Linked DNA regions of Sus scrofa: regions 2, 3 and 4 are each linked to region 1. The links are chromatin contacts, called in public HiChIP or PLAC-seq maps. All regions are on one chromosome and are shown on one strand. Each heading gives the region's core, a stretch centred on a gene start, on an enhancer-like site or on the middle of the called end of the contact. The rest is flanking DNA. Distances are from core to core; before and after follow the strand shown.

The links. HiChIP or PLAC-seq counts read pairs in DNA pulled down with a chosen protein or histone mark.
Region 2: an H3K27ac HiChIP or PLAC-seq map of skeletal muscle shows a contact between it and region 1. The contact joins two enhancer-like sites. A contact is called at or near these places in 2 of 47 Hi-C or Micro-C datasets (heart right ventricle and skeletal muscle) and 1 of 2 datasets of contacts at active chromatin or transcription factors (skeletal muscle).
Region 3: a contact with region 1 is called in an H3K27ac HiChIP or PLAC-seq map of skeletal muscle. The contact joins two enhancer-like sites. A contact is called at or near these places in 2 of 2 datasets of contacts at active chromatin or transcription factors (alveolar macrophages and skeletal muscle).
Region 4: an H3K27ac HiChIP or PLAC-seq map of skeletal muscle shows a contact between it and region 1. The contact joins two enhancer-like sites. A contact is called at or near these places in 2 of 2 datasets of contacts at active chromatin or transcription factors (alveolar macrophages and skeletal muscle).

Annotation. Positions count from the first base shown.
Region 1 is chr7:4,271,490-4,274,961 of Sscrofa11.1, forward strand. No RefSeq gene overlaps it. Among named protein-coding and RNA genes, the nearest start is that of LY86, 170 kb to the left of the region's middle. Within about 2 kb of position 1,637, at least 44 of the 83 cell types and tissues checked have an H3K27ac peak or open chromatin away from gene starts, as enhancers often do. A contact at or near this core is called in skeletal muscle, where this site is marked.
Region 2 is chr7:4,611,838-4,615,309 of Sscrofa11.1, forward strand. All of the region lies in intron 8 of RREB1 (ras-responsive element-binding protein 1), which reads left to right. Among named protein-coding and RNA genes, the nearest start is that of SSR1, 72 kb to the right of the region's middle. Within about 2 kb of position 1,509, at least 31 of the 83 cell types and tissues checked have an H3K27ac peak or open chromatin away from gene starts, as enhancers often do. A contact at or near this core is called in skeletal muscle, where this site is marked.
Region 3 is chr7:4,567,613-4,571,084 of Sscrofa11.1, forward strand. All of the region lies in intron 1 of RREB1 (ras-responsive element-binding protein 1), which reads left to right. Among named protein-coding and RNA genes, the nearest start is that of RREB1, 57 kb to the left of the region's middle. Within about 2 kb of position 1,654, at least 32 of the 83 cell types and tissues checked have an H3K27ac peak or open chromatin away from gene starts, as enhancers often do. A contact at or near this core is called in skeletal muscle, where this site is marked.
Region 4 is chr7:4,541,402-4,544,873 of Sscrofa11.1, forward strand. All of the region lies in intron 1 of RREB1 (ras-responsive element-binding protein 1), which reads left to right. Among named protein-coding and RNA genes, the nearest start is that of RREB1, 31 kb to the left of the region's middle. Within about 2 kb of position 1,785, at least 67 of the 83 cell types and tissues checked have an H3K27ac peak or open chromatin away from gene starts, as enhancers often do. A contact at or near this core is called in skeletal muscle, where this site is marked.

The DNA of each region.
Region 1 (3,472 bases), core at 387-2,886:
TGACCCCTTCTGCCTCCACACCGTGTCAGGCTGACAACAAGAGTGGCCGTTTGATGGGCACCCGTTGCCTTTCCAGCTCTGTGCTCAGACCGCCTCTCTGTGTCCCCCTCAGAGAAGCCGGGGCTCAGGGTCTGCTCTCCCCCAGCCCCGTGGCCCCTCCCCGCCTTTCCCAAGGGAATAGTCCAAGTTAACCGTGTGTTGCTGTGAAGATGAGCAGCGCTAGATGTGCCACAGGAAAGAAAGAGGGAGAAACGGACAAGCGTGTGAGCCAGTGACCAGCCCCCCAGGTTTGCCCAAGACTAAGGGCTTTCCCGGGGCAGTTTCATTGCTCAGGCTGGGAGAGTCCCTGGCAAATGGGACGGCTGGTCAGCCCAGTCATTCATGACATCCAGGACCTCAGAAGTGGCTCAGAAACCAAAGTGACCCTTTTGGGGAAGCTACTTAACTTCTCTGAGCCTCAGTTTCCTCATCTGTAAGATGGGCATAGACCTCACAAGAAAAGGATCAAACGCACGGAGCACTCCTCCAGCAGTGCCCGTCGCCCTGTGAGCCTCTCAGATGTCACCGTCAGGCCCTGGAGGGGCTCTGGGCCCCGAACCATCGGCCCCCGGGGGCAACCCCACCCACTGCCAGCCGCAGCCCCCGCTGCTCACAGAGCCTCAGAGCCTCATCTGTCCAGCCGGTTCGGGGCGGGGGAGGCTAATGCAGTGACAGAACCTTGCTTTTCGGGTCCAGACCCTCAGGCCCCCTCCCCTCTGCGAGTTCACCCTCTCCCAGTCTTGGGGAAGAAGAAAAAGAAGAAGGAGCCAGCTGGCTCAGAAGACTTTGCCTGGACTCCGCTGACCAGGCCTTGCGGGTAAAGGCGGCATAATTTCTGTGTCAAAGGAAGCGATCCGGATGTTAAGACTCAGACCGGCTGGAAAACCCCAGACCCTCCGTTCCTCACCACCAGACAAGGAAGTCTCAGCTGATCAATGGTGGAAGGTTCTCGGTGAGGGAGGCAGGGATGGGCAGGCCAAGAAAAGAAGTGACAGAAGCGTCCCGGCCTCGGGGCCTCAGCGCAGGGTCTGAAAGGCTGATGGCCAGCGCACCTGTTCCCCCCGTGATGTCTACAGGCATGGGGTGAGGTGGGCAGGCATTGTCCTTTGGTTGGTAGAGGGCACACAACCCAGCATCTCCTATAGAACATCAGGGGCCCCCATCTCACTTATGGTGACCTCTGAACCCAGCTGGGGTCAGAGCAAAGTCCAAGCCACACCTGGATCCTGCTGCCCCGCTGCCGGGGCCCAGGGTGTGTTCCTGGCTTCCCCTCCCAGGCCCTGCCTGTCTGGCCCCACGGAAGAGGAACCGTGGTCTCAAAGCCTTTACATGAAGGTCAGTGGCTCGGATGTTGCTATTTTTTAATGTTTATTGAATGCCCAAGGCATGTGAGCCCGGGGAGAGAGCAGGGGTGCACAGAGTGGGAGGGGCGGGGGGGGGGGGGGGGAACGCTCTGCAGATAAACACATGTGTGCATTCCAGAGCTCTGAGGGAAGGTACCCCAGCCCCCTGCGGGAGCGGCCTTGCCCACACTGTCACCTTCAGGGCCGTTCCAGAAGTTTCCACTCCAGGGCTTGGCGACAGGAGGAGCCAGAGCCTGAGGACCTCCTGGCTGCCTCTGCGGTTCAGCCACCAGCCCCAGCCTGCCGCCACTCCCCCTGCCTTGCTCTGCTCCCAGGCCTCTCCTGGCTCCCTTCACTGCGGGCGCTCAATAAAGAACAGCTGGAGGCAGGGGGCGGCCCTCCGTGGTCTTCCCAGGCGCCCTAATCTGGGACTCCACCTGTTCTTCCCCCAGGCTACGGGGTGGGGATTTAGTTTGAGTCAGGAGGAAAAGCCATCACCTTTGGGAGAGGCCTGGGGGTGCAGGGGGAGGGGCCGGCAGAGCTAGGGGTGCAGGGACCAGCCTGGAGAGATGCCGTCCTGGGTTTCCACGCCTTGAACCTTCCAGCTCACCTCTCCACCTGCCCCAGGGGTGCACTCACCTCCTGGGCACAAGGGAAACACACCCGGGGGCGGGGAGGAGCTGGCAGCCCCCGAGCTTTCTGGTGTATAGACTAACGGCTCTGGGTTCACACGCCGCTCTACCCCGACCTGGGTCAAGTCACTTCTCCTCTGCATCTTCGTTTTTTCACCTGGAAAGTACAGGGCTGGGGTGGGAAGGCTTTGCACCGCTCCTTCCAGCTCCCGGATTCAGCCACGTGGGCGGCGGAGGAGGGTGTGACGGGAGGGCCGCCGGCGGGAGCCTCCCGTGAGAAACGCTCGCTCAGGTCTCATTACTCATCTCGCGAGGCCACATCCCCTGGGTTGGGCACCGAGGCCCCACCCCCCAGGCCTTCATCCTTCACTTGCCAGTGACTCACGGCCCTGGGGACAGGGCATCATGAGCGCCCCTGCCAGCCAGCGCCCCGCGCCCCATCCCCAGGAGCCGCTGCTGGGAGCTGCCGGGCCGTCAGCTGTTCCTGAGCCACAGATGCTCCTTGAGTTACCAACCCGAGAGGACATGGAAAATGAAACAGGAGATGCGGTGAGCGGGGCCAGAGGGCTCCCGGGCGGCTGTGGAAAGACGGCCCAGCCAGAGTGACCGCGTTCTGTATTGGTTCTCTCGGGAAGACTTATATGGTTAGGAAAAGAGCCTCTTCCCATCACAAGACACAGCCCTGCTTTTCCGCAGCTCCACCAAAGCACCACCCCACCAACTGCAGACGTTGCCAGGCCCCAGAAGTGCCTGACAATGGCATGTCAGCGTCACAGCTATTTTTCCCCAAGCGCCTCACAGGAGGTGGGGAGCAGAGCCGCAGCGAGGCCCCCCCACGGCAGGGGAGTGTTCCCAGGGCCACCCAGCCGGCCACTCAGCAAGCAGGTGGCCTTCCTGGAGCCCAAGCCATGCGGCCTCTGCCCAGGGAAGCAGTCAGGGCAGCCGGGCCTGGGATATTTTCAGAAACATAGGGAATTAGGTCCCCCCCTCCGCCACAGCCCCAAGCATTCCCACCACTCTGGACATGGGGGAGCAGCCGGGCGGTGAGACGGCGCCCGGGGAGGGGGGGGAAATCTGGCCCATTGGACCTGAAGTCACGTGGCCGCAGCTAAAAGCCTGCTGCTGCCCAGCGCTGGGGCTGACAGCCCTGGCCTGGATGCGCTGGGGAATGGGTTTCGCGAGGTTGGATCGAGTGGCTGCTTTCCTGGAAGCCGGGCTTCTGGTTGCTAAGGCTGATAAGGCGGGCGGGGAAATGCTACCCCTGGCGCTCCTGGGAAAACACTTTGACATTGAAGAAGAGCTGGGACATGTTAACGGCTGAGAAAAAACAGCGCAGGCCCGGCTCAGCGGCTGCCCGACCAGCCCTGCGGAGGCTCCGATTAGCAAGTCAGGGCAGCAGCCAATCCGACGGGGCGGGCTCTGGAGGCTGCAGGACAGAGGTCCCCAAGGTCACACCAC
Region 2 (3,472 bases), core at 259-2,758, 340 kb after region 1:
AGCCCCCTGCGCCAGGGCAGGCCCACCTGAGGCTGGGAGGGCTTTGTCGTGGGGGCTGGGCTGCGAGAGGAGGCATCTGGGTGGTCCAGTGGCTCTGTGGCTGCAGCTGGGGGTGGAATCTGGCAAAAGTTACCTAATCTTATGTGGCTTCTGGATGAAAGGAGATCAGGTAATAAATAATTTTTAAATTGTTTCAGTTAAATTATTTCAATAATTTAAAAATTATTTCAGTTAAACTGCATCTGGCAAATGAATGAACGCTTGTTGTGCGCCAGGCGCTTGACCAGACTTAAGAGAAAAGCAGTGACGGTGGAGACAGGGCCCCTTAAGGGCCGTCAGAAAACAGTGAGTGAGCCATTCTCGCGGAGTGAAGGGGGTCAGGCTGAGGCCAGGTGGGCCGGTGGCCTGCTGTCCAAGCTTGGCTGGCAGGCCGAAAGCTGCCCTTGGCATTTTACCCCCGATGCCGTGGCGCCCCCATGTGCTTGCCCGGCTCAGGGCCTCTGCCCCATCCGACGGGATCCTGGATGTTTGTGAGACAGACACCCCTAAATCTGCAGTGGGAGTTCGTGCCAGGGGAACCTGGTGGGCTCTGCAGGGGCAGCTCCCTGTGCCGCCAGGGTGGGGGAGAGGTGCCAGAACCTTCTTCCTCTGGAGTCTCCGGTGCTCCGAGGAGTGTTCGGCTCCCTTCACTGCACCCCGCTGCCTCTGCCCCGCCCCCGCCCGTCATCTGCAGGGGACCCTAACAGAGATTCCCATGGCGCTGGTCCCGTGCTTGTTAAATGTCAACCTAAAAATAGGGAGAGGGCATGACAAAATCCTCGTCAGCATCTCAAATTTAAGAGTCCCTGGGTCTCCAAGGCTCAGCCAGGTGGAGCAGATTGGAAACGATGCTGGGGGCTGAGCGAGGGGAGGGCATGTGCCCTTCCGTAGCCGGAAGCCGGAGGCACCTTGGGCAGGGTTGCCCCCTCCCTATCCTGCCCACGGCCCCTCCGAGACTCGGCTCCTGGGCTCCCGCCAGCCCACCCGCAGAGCAGCCCCTGGACCTGCCCCGCTTCACACCACGCCGCTTCGGTGGAACAGCCCGGGCAGGGCGTCAGGACGCGGTGTGCAGCCCGGCGGATTCCTGGGCGTGGGGAGGGCAGGCCGCTGCGGGCCAGGGCCCTGTCACAGGGCCATCACTGTTGCTCCTGGCAACTGGGAGAGATTAGTGCAGCTGCTGGATGTCAGTTCTCTGGCTGGGCCTGGAGGGAGGGCAGGGGTGGGCAGGGGGAGAGGAATGTCTGAACTGGGTGGGGCCCCGACCAGAGGTTGTTTGCACTCACCCCTCCTTGCCTCTGGAGACAGAACAGGGAAAACGAAGCATGAAATCCCTTTAAAAAAGGAATGTCAGTCCCTCGGTTAAAACGCTATAATGAGTAAGAAATTCAGTCTCCTGAGGAAGTAGTCAGGGTGCCTGCCGCCTTCTTAGCTTCTGAGGACAGGGCCAGAGTGCTACAAAGACGGCAGGCCTCGAGGATGTGACACGGGCGTGGCAGGAGCTGGGCTGCCCGCAGCACTGGTCCTCTGAAGGACAGCCCAGCGGTGGAGGGAGGGCAGCCAGCTCCAGCCTTGCCTGAGCCTGGCATCTCCGTGACCCTGGGCTCCGTCCCCCCACCTGGAAGATGGGCGTGGGGACGCGTGAGGATGAAGGGCATGCCCCAGTCCTCCGACTGTGACAAACACTCCGTGAACCTTTCCCTGATGCTGTTATTTGAACGTGGGTCTTGTTTAGTGTGTTCAGCCTTGCAACACTTAAGTTAGGGGTTCGTGTCCCTCGCTGGGAACCCCTTCCAGTGAAACGGAGAAGGAACTGGGTGCTCTTCCCGTGGCAGAACTTGGGAACGGGTCGGCCCTTAGTCCCTGTTATAAGGCGGCACTCCTACTTCCGCTTTCGTAAAGATGGGGTAACTGAATGGCTGTTTAGACGTGGGTTGACTCCTGCCTCCCAGAGGCTGGGATCCCGGCTGTGCGGAAACCCAGACCTCCCGAAGCCTGGCAGCACCTGACACCTTTACACGCTGGGACGGCAGGTCCTCTCCCTTAGCTTGTGGGGAAAGCTGAGATTCTGAAGAAGTGTTTCCTGAGATTTGGAACTTGCCACAGCAGTCTTTCAGAAGTGCGTTTAGCATAATGAAACAGAGCAGTTTTCTTTAACCCTTTCTCGGTGACAGGATCGTGTGCCTGGCCCTCAGCTTGACAGGAGGATGTGAAAATCAGGCGCCCCAGGGAGCAGGGGGTCTCTTTGGATTGCTCTTCAGCGTTTTACCTTGTTCTGGAGGGTCAGGACCCCCAGATGAGCCCAGGGGCACTGTAGCAACCTGGGGGGAGCTACGCCCAGAACTGTGGACCCTCAAGGTTTAAAATATTTTTTCTCTCAGATTTTTGGTGGCCTTGTTTTCTGTCTCTGTAGGTCACCCGCTGGCGACTCCGCCTCCACCTTTCTCTTGGCCTGACTCGCAGTCTGTGTGCGCGGTCACCACCCGTCGCAGGTCCTCGGCACGGTTATTGGGGAAACCGCTCCATTTGTGGTTACCCGTTCCTTGTTTCCTGGCCGGGGCCGGTTAAGTCACTGTCAGCCCTGCTGGGAGTTGCCCCGCGGACGGCTTCTTCCTCCGCCCTCGTCCCTGCAGAGTGCCCACGCCACGCCACAATCGCCACGCCACAATCGTGTGTTTATCACACCACGTTTCTACCCCAGCCCAGAGCCATGAGCTGTCCTCTAAAAATTAGTAACAAGGCCGGACGGAGTGTCCCTTACAGGCACGTGATGCAAAAGGACGGCTCTGCGGCGTCCATCCCCACGGGGCGGGCCCTGGTTCAGGGACTTGAAGAGCCTAACTTTTGGGGTTTTTTGAGAACTGGCCATGGATCTGGGCACAAACAAGAACATCATCCATTTGCATTAAAGTCCTTGGAGACCGAAAGGACCAACCCCCAGCCAACAAACGGAGTGGTTCCTGGACCTCCCGGAGCCGGCTGGGCCCAGCCCTGGCCTCACTCAGTGGGTTGAGGATCTGGCGTTGCCCTGGCTGTGGTGTGGGCCGGCAGCTGCAGCTCTGATTGACCCCCAGCCTGGGAACCTCCATGGCCCTAAAAAGAAAAAAAAAGTATATAAGCCAGTGAAATATTACTTTTTGTTTTGTTTTGTTTTAAGAAAGAATAGTCTCTGTGAAACTGAGTTGGGCAGACTTGTGTATAATCCTGATTGGTTTGGTTTGTTTTTTTAGTGGCTGTGAAATTCAGGGGGAGCAAGACCCCTGTGAACAGTCGAGAGAAATAACCATAAGGACGTAGGATGCTGTTGTAGTTTGGTTTGCAAAAAACCTAAGTTCTTGCTCTACCGTAATGAATCTAAAAACTGGAAATCAAAGGTGTTGCCTCATGAGAGTGACCGGTCCAGTGACAGCACGGATCTTCACTTAGTGGAGTCAGA
Region 3 (3,472 bases), core at 404-2,903, 300 kb after region 1:
AGACGACCGCCCCACCTCTCCACACTTCCTCTTTGAAAGAGCAGCTGTCCTCTGACTCACGTAGCTCGGTTTGGTGGACAAGGACCCCTGCCTCCCGCAGAAGTTGTGTGTAATGGAGCAGTGCCACCCCCCACCCCCCGGTCTTTATTTGGAGAGGAGAGACGGCCCTTTGGCCCGGAGCTGCCCTTCCCGCCACACTTTACTCCATGTGGACGTGTGCCTTCACCTGAAGGCCATGCACACTCTTTCTGAAGGGTGGCATCGGTGGCCTGTGTTACTCCTGGTGTCCCGGGGGGGGGGGGGGGGCCGGGCTGGGGCCCTGAACCTGGGCAGAAGGGGCAGCCGCTCAAGGCCAGTCCGTTTTCCTTCCTCCACCATGGGTCTCATTAAGAGAGAAACACAGGAACCGGTGAGGCCTTGGGATGCCCTGGGGTTGCCTTCTGGCACAGTGGACAGTTACTGCCAGGAGGGAGACCCAGAGGGTGTCCAGGGCCGCCGGGAATCCTGGCCAAGGGGCTCACCTTTGGGGACCATCCCACAGCACCCTGGAGCGGACAAGCTTGGTGAACGGCGTGGCTCTGGGTGTGGGGGGGTCTTTGAGGGTCCAGAGCTGCGGGGGGGCCCAGGCTGAGCGGCTCTGCCTGTGCACTGTGGCCCCGGCCCCGTCCTCGCGTCCCACGCATCCTGGTTCCTGGGGGAGCTAGACTAGGCCCCGTGTGGATGGCGCCCTCTCCCGCCACCCCCGCCCTTACTTACTTGACTCTTTTATTATTTCTTTGCAGTAGGTAAAGCTAAAGTTAGACCTGGGATCTGAGGCTCTGCTCCAGAGACTGACTTTTGCTCCGGGGGGCGGGGTGGTGATAAGGAGTGATTTCATTCAGATCCTCATAGCAGGAAGGTTTCTCAGGCCTCCCTTGCTTTGGCGTCACCCTTCTTCCAGAATTCCGCGCACAGCGCCTGTTCCCTTTGGTGAGAGCCAACGCACAGACTGCAGGGCTCGACCCAGAGGGGTTTCTTTCGCATTAGTTCTGGGTGGCGCCTGGAAACCTTCATTTCTTCCTGCAGGTGTAGTTGACCTGTGTCAGTTTAAGGTGTTGGTTGAATGACTGGCTTATTGGGAGTCGGCATTTCTAACCAGGGTCCAAGATGCTGCTGGGTGGGGACTCGGGGTGGCTGTGTTGGAGGGAGGGTCAGCGGTAGCTAGCGTCTCAGTGACCAGACGGGACTGTCGATCTCCTTGGGGAGGTGACCTGCGTGGTTCTTCCGCGCACTCCCCACCGGCTGTGCCCCCCCTCCTGCCCCAGCACTTACACACGCCCGTCCCTTTGGAATTCCAGGGCCCAGGCGTGTGGGCTCCAGGGTTGTATTTGGTGGGCAGCCTGGTGTACTCGGGTCGCTTCTGAGCTGGAGGTTGCGCTGGTGGGTCACTTGGACCTGGCCCCTTGGACAGGACTGGGCAGGGTTTCAGGATTCGGGGTTTCAAGCGCCTGGTGCCTTCTTCCCGTCACTGCTGAGCGAAGACCAGGGTGTGCAGTGGCATTCCTGTCCCTTTGCGCAGCGGGGTTGGGCGTGGCCACCGGCTCCGGGCAGCAAACTTGTTAGTTGGCAGTGGACTCAGCCCTGCTCCTGCCCGAGAGGAAGGCAGAGGAGAAGGTGGGAGCAGGGAGTCCTTTTTCCTGCCTAGAAACAGGCGGAAACGGGAGGCCAGGCGCTGAGCAGTCTGGAGGGGCCGAGATGACTCAGAAGATGGTGAGCAGTCAGAGAACGTGACTGATGGAGAGCATCTGCCTTCTCCAGCCCTGTGCCAGGAGGCGGGAATTTTGTCCAAAAGAAACAGCGTTTAGATCAGATCCACTTTGCTCTGCCACCGTGACCTTGAGGCCTACACAAGGGGACTGGCCCTCCCAGGGCTGTGGTTACGAGGACTGAACGAGGTGCTGAGCTGAGCGCGTGCTGAGCGTTATTTAGAAAGCCGTGGCCGCTGTCACCAGTAGTCTGGGCCCTAGTCTTTCAGTCTTAGTGTTAGTTTTAGTGTCCTAGTGTCTCCGAGTCAGGGTTTGGAACAGGGAGCCTCCAGCCAGTGGGGGCATCCTGGGAAAAGTGGCCCATGAGGGTTGGGGTTCGGGGACCAGTGCAGGTGTGTGTTCTGGGGGAAGAAACTCAGTGGCGAGTGTGGGGACTTGTCGTCCTGAGAGTCAGGAAGTAAACTGAGGCCAGAGCAGGGAAGAGCTTTGAACAGCAGGTAAAGATCACCATTGAAAGGGGGCGTGTTGGGAGTTCCGTTACGGCTCACTAGGTTACAAACCCGACTATTACCCTTGAGGATGCAGGTTCGATTCCTGGCCTTGCTCAGTGGGTGAAGGATCTGGCGTTGCCGTGAGCTGTGGTGTAGGTCTATGGCTGCGCTCTGATTTAATCCCAGCCTGGGAACTTCGTAGGCTGCAGGTGCAGCCCTCCAAAGAAAAAGGTGGGGGGCATGTCGCGGGGACAGAGGTCAACAGACAACCGAAGGCGTGAGCGCATACACGGCCTTGGGACCCAGGGTGGCTGCCGCCCTCCCCGCTTTGCTGTCTTGAACCTGGGCTGTGTACCTGGGGTGCATCTCCCCCTCCACCCCTTGGTAGCCCCTCCTCACCCAAGGGGGAGCATCCGGAACTGGCTGGAGCAGCTCACGGGCTGGCCGACCACGCTGGGCCTGCTCGAATGCTCTACGTGACACTCCAAGGCTCCCTCTGACCAAAGCCCGTGCCAGCGAGGGGGAGGGGGCCGCATGAGTTGCTGCCCGACCCAAGGCATAGACTGAACCCTCAGCCAAGAAACACATCAACTTCCTGGAACTCAGAGCCGTCATCACAGCTGTCGGCCTTCAGAGCACACGCGAGGCCGTCCTGGTTTAGAGGAGACAGTTTTGCCCCGAGCTTTGTAGGCATGGCTATGGTGCCACAGCCAGTCTGGTTGGGTCTCCTCCCCGGCCCAGCCGGGACTTCCTGCCTCAGAGAGATGTGCTTGCTGCTGGTTAAGTCCCCTGGGAGCCCAGAGCGTTTTGGGGTTGGAGTGCTGTCAGCCCTTCCCGGGTTGGCCCCACACCGGCGCCCTGGCTCTTCCTGGGCTGTTCCAGGCATCAAGCACCCCGAGTGTTTGTGGACATCCCTCAGGCCCAGCACCCCGCTAGGCTGGCCCGGTGCTGTCGTTGGTGGGCTTCTGCTGACACCCGCGGCATCCAGCTGAGCCCATCTCCCGGGGCGGCAGGCAGATGTTAGATTCCACTGCAGGGCCCTCCAGGTCCACACAAGCTGGGAGGCTTTCTCGCTAGACCGTGGTTCCTTTTATCTCTCATCTCCTCTTCGCTATCTCATTGGTCCTGGGACAGAAGCCTTAATCTCCTCTTTCTGGCTTCACGTAGCATTGTCCCTTATCTCCTCCGGGGCTGGAGCTGCGCTCGGGAGGGACCTCTGCCCTCTCCAGGCCATCC
Region 4 (3,472 bases), core at 535-3,034, 270 kb after region 1:
TTTATTTTTGCATGAAATGTAGTTTGGTGGTAACTTGTAAGCAGCTATTCAAATGAATAAATGTTTGAGAGTAGTCTCATTAAAACTGCTTACTGATCAGGTAGCTGGGCCTCCCCCCAAAAAGTCAGGGAGAACAAGAGCTATAAAGACACTGGTTTCAGTTTTAAGGTCTGGAAAGAAAAGTGTAGAAAAATGTTCAATAGTTGAACGGCATTTATGTCAGATTTTCCAGAAAGATAGCAAAAAAGATGAATGATTATACATCATCATTTTGGTGATATATAAGTGACTTATTCATCAGTGAGAGATTTTAAGTTCAAATATTTCAGAAAGAAAAAAAAAAAAGATTCTTCCCTTCCTGGTCCTCAACCTACTTTTTTTTTTTTTTTTTTTTTTTAATTTTATTGAGCATGGATGCTGTTCACAGAACTTTGCCTTTTCACTCCTATCAGGTTTAGTACAGTTCATGCGCAGGTTTCAGTAAACATTAACTACTTTTATCAGGGTTGGCAGTGTGCTGAATGGCTAGCAGAGTGTACTGCAAGAGACAGAGGAAAATGAGAGTCCAAGGTCACATGGATGTTGAATTTTTACTTTTATTATTTTTTTATTATTTTTTTGTCTTTTTAGGGCCTCACCCGTGGCATATGGAGGTTCCAGGCTAGGGGGTTATTTGGAGCTGAAGCCACCAACCTACAGCACAGCCACAGCGTCAGATCCGAGCCCCATCTGCGACCTATGCCACAGCTCACAGCAACGCCGGATACTAAATTTTTAGAAATTACTGAGAATTTAGGGAAAAGACATCAAGTTTCCACTTTGAGTATCCTCTCTCTCTTCAGTTTATGCAAGCCTAAGACAAGGCCACTTTGACCTTTCTGTGTCCTAGGGTTAAAAGAGATTTTTCAATGCTTTCCCCGAATGGCAAGGCAAGGGATTTTAAAACATTGTTTTCTTTCATTTCATTAAAAAAAAAAAATTCTCGGGACTGCCCTCTAGGACGAAAGGTTCTCAAGGTCCCAGCAAAAAAGTCCTGGAGCATACGTTGTGATAATTCTGAAGATGTCTGATCTTACAGGGATTTCCTTTCTTCCCCTTTTCTTAAAGATTCTTTAGGATTTTGTCCTCTGATCACTAATTTCGTTTCCAGAGTTAGCACAGTTAAGTCAGCTAGAATGAAATACAGAGTAAACATGCTGGTCTCAGAAATCATGTAAGATTCCAAAATCTTCGCCTGTGTCTCCTTCCCAAAAATAGGAATGTGATTTGTGCCTCTTTTTACTGAAAAGGATCTGCATGTTGTTAAGACGCTAAGAATTAGCCTCTTCCTGCCCGTCCCTGCAGGCTGCCCCTGGGCATCGGTGCGAACTCCAGCAGAGCTGCGGAGCGCGCACTGCTCCCCCCCGGGGGTCGTGTCCCCTCCCTGGAGCCGTCTCGAGGCGGTCAGGATGTGTTGCGGTCCTGGGCTCCCGGCGGCCCAGGGGAGGGGCCTGGGAGGACGCGGCGGAAGGCGGCCGGGTGGCCGGCCCTCCTCGGGCCGCGGAGCCTTCCCGCTCCGGCCGTCTAAGCAGAAGCGCGTCCGCACAGCAGACAGCACGGCGGCCGTCGTCCCGGGACTCGCCCGTGCCCGTCGCGCCGCGGCGGCCAGTGGGACGCCGGCGGACGACGGCTGGGCGGCGGGGTCGCGAGGCGCTGGTCCAGCCCGGGCCTCCGCGCCCCCCGCCCACCTCGGCGCCCGCGCGGGGCCGCCCGCTGAGCGGGCGGCGGGGCCGTCAGTCAGAGCGGCGGGCGCCGATTGGCCGGCCGGGCGGCAGGGGCGGGGCGGAGGCGGGGCTCGGGCCGCCTTCCGTGGGCCGCTCCGGCGTCGCTTCCACGAAGACCTTGAGGCGCTCCCTCGGCCGGCGGCGGCCGGGCGGCGATGTCGCGAAGGGCCGGAGCCTTCGAAGAGCCCGTTTAGTAACCGAGCTCGTTGTTAAGAACTGGATTCCTCGCAGGCAGAGATTAGAAAATGTGTGCGCCCCGAGTGAAGCCCTCGCTTCCTTCCTTTTTTTGGCGTCCGTTTGAGGCCATTTAGCCTGAGACCACTTTTCAGTTTCCAGAAGTTTTGCGTAGGCGTGAGCGTGCCCACTCGCGTTTTGTAGTAATTGCCCGGGTGGCGTACCTGCCGGTTACCGTTTTAATGAGAACGGCGTGTGGCTGAAAAAGTGTCCGCAGAGCCCTTTGGAGGAGGAGGAGGAGGAAGGGGGAGGAGGATGAAGAGGAGGAGGAGGAGGAGGAGGACGAGGAGGAGGGATGCAGCCGTTGGCGGGAAGCCGGGTTGCTGGGGGAAGGACGGGGGCAGCTTCTGCAGGCCTGGGCCTGGTCTCTTCCTTTTCTGCAGAATGTTGGGCAGCTGTTGTGTGTTTCCCATGTGACCCACCTTCTGTGGATGGAGCCCCGGGGGCAGCGCCATCGCGGCTTCCAGTTTTAAATCCCCCCTCCCAGCAGTGCTGGGGGCAGACTCCCGGCCCCTGTCCCCAACCCTCCCCCCACCCCCCAGGGGCGTGTGGTCACGTAGTGATGAATCCATTGCGCTGGGGCACTGTCTCCATGCTCTGCTTCAGGCCCTGGAGCTTTTGGCTCCTGGGGCCAAAGGCCACCTGCCACCAGGCGCCCGGCTGAGTATGCCCTGTGTCCCCCACAGGCCCTGCTCTGAGCTGGCACAGTGGGCGTGCGGGAGGCCCCTGCCTGTGCCTCTGTGCCATCCTGTGGCCGGCTCACCCACCCAGAGCACTGTCACCTGCACCTGGGAGCCTTGGTCCCTCCTGCATGAGCAGCTTTGTACCCAGACCGCTTCAGGTGAGCCCGCCACTCTGTGACTTGTCTCATTTTTGGTGTGTTTTCTCGTGATCACTTTTCACTGCGCTGCAGCATCCAAAACAGTGATTAAGACAAGGGGTTTCAAATTCAGGAGGTCTGTTGTGAGACTGGGGCTTGTCAGTCTGAAAAAGCTTCCCTGGTAATTCTAACACACACCCTTATAAAGCTTTCAAAATTGTATTTATAAACGTGGTACTTGTACCTTTATGTCTGATGAGACGGACAAATACATTTGAGCCACTGGGATATGTTTTTTTTAAGTAGAGTTAGAAAATGATTCACGAACCTTGAAGTTCTCCTGATGGTTGCTTGCTGCAACCCTGAGTTTCCTGTTAAGCGAGGTATTGTCCAGGTACTAGACCCCTGATAGGCCCGCTGCACCGGCAGGTGTAAATGCCACTAATTAATTTTTTAAGAAGTTGGCTCTCTGACAGAATTATCAGGGATGCTGAGTAGCTGGTACCAGATGTTTCTTTTGTTAAGGCCGAGGAGAGGTTATGTCACAGGTAATGCAGCAACGGACGTTTAATCTCTTGGTCTGAGGCTCTGGATTTGGGGATGCCGAATATGTTGTTTCAAGGGTGGGGGAGGACGTTCCTTCTGGTGTCTGCTG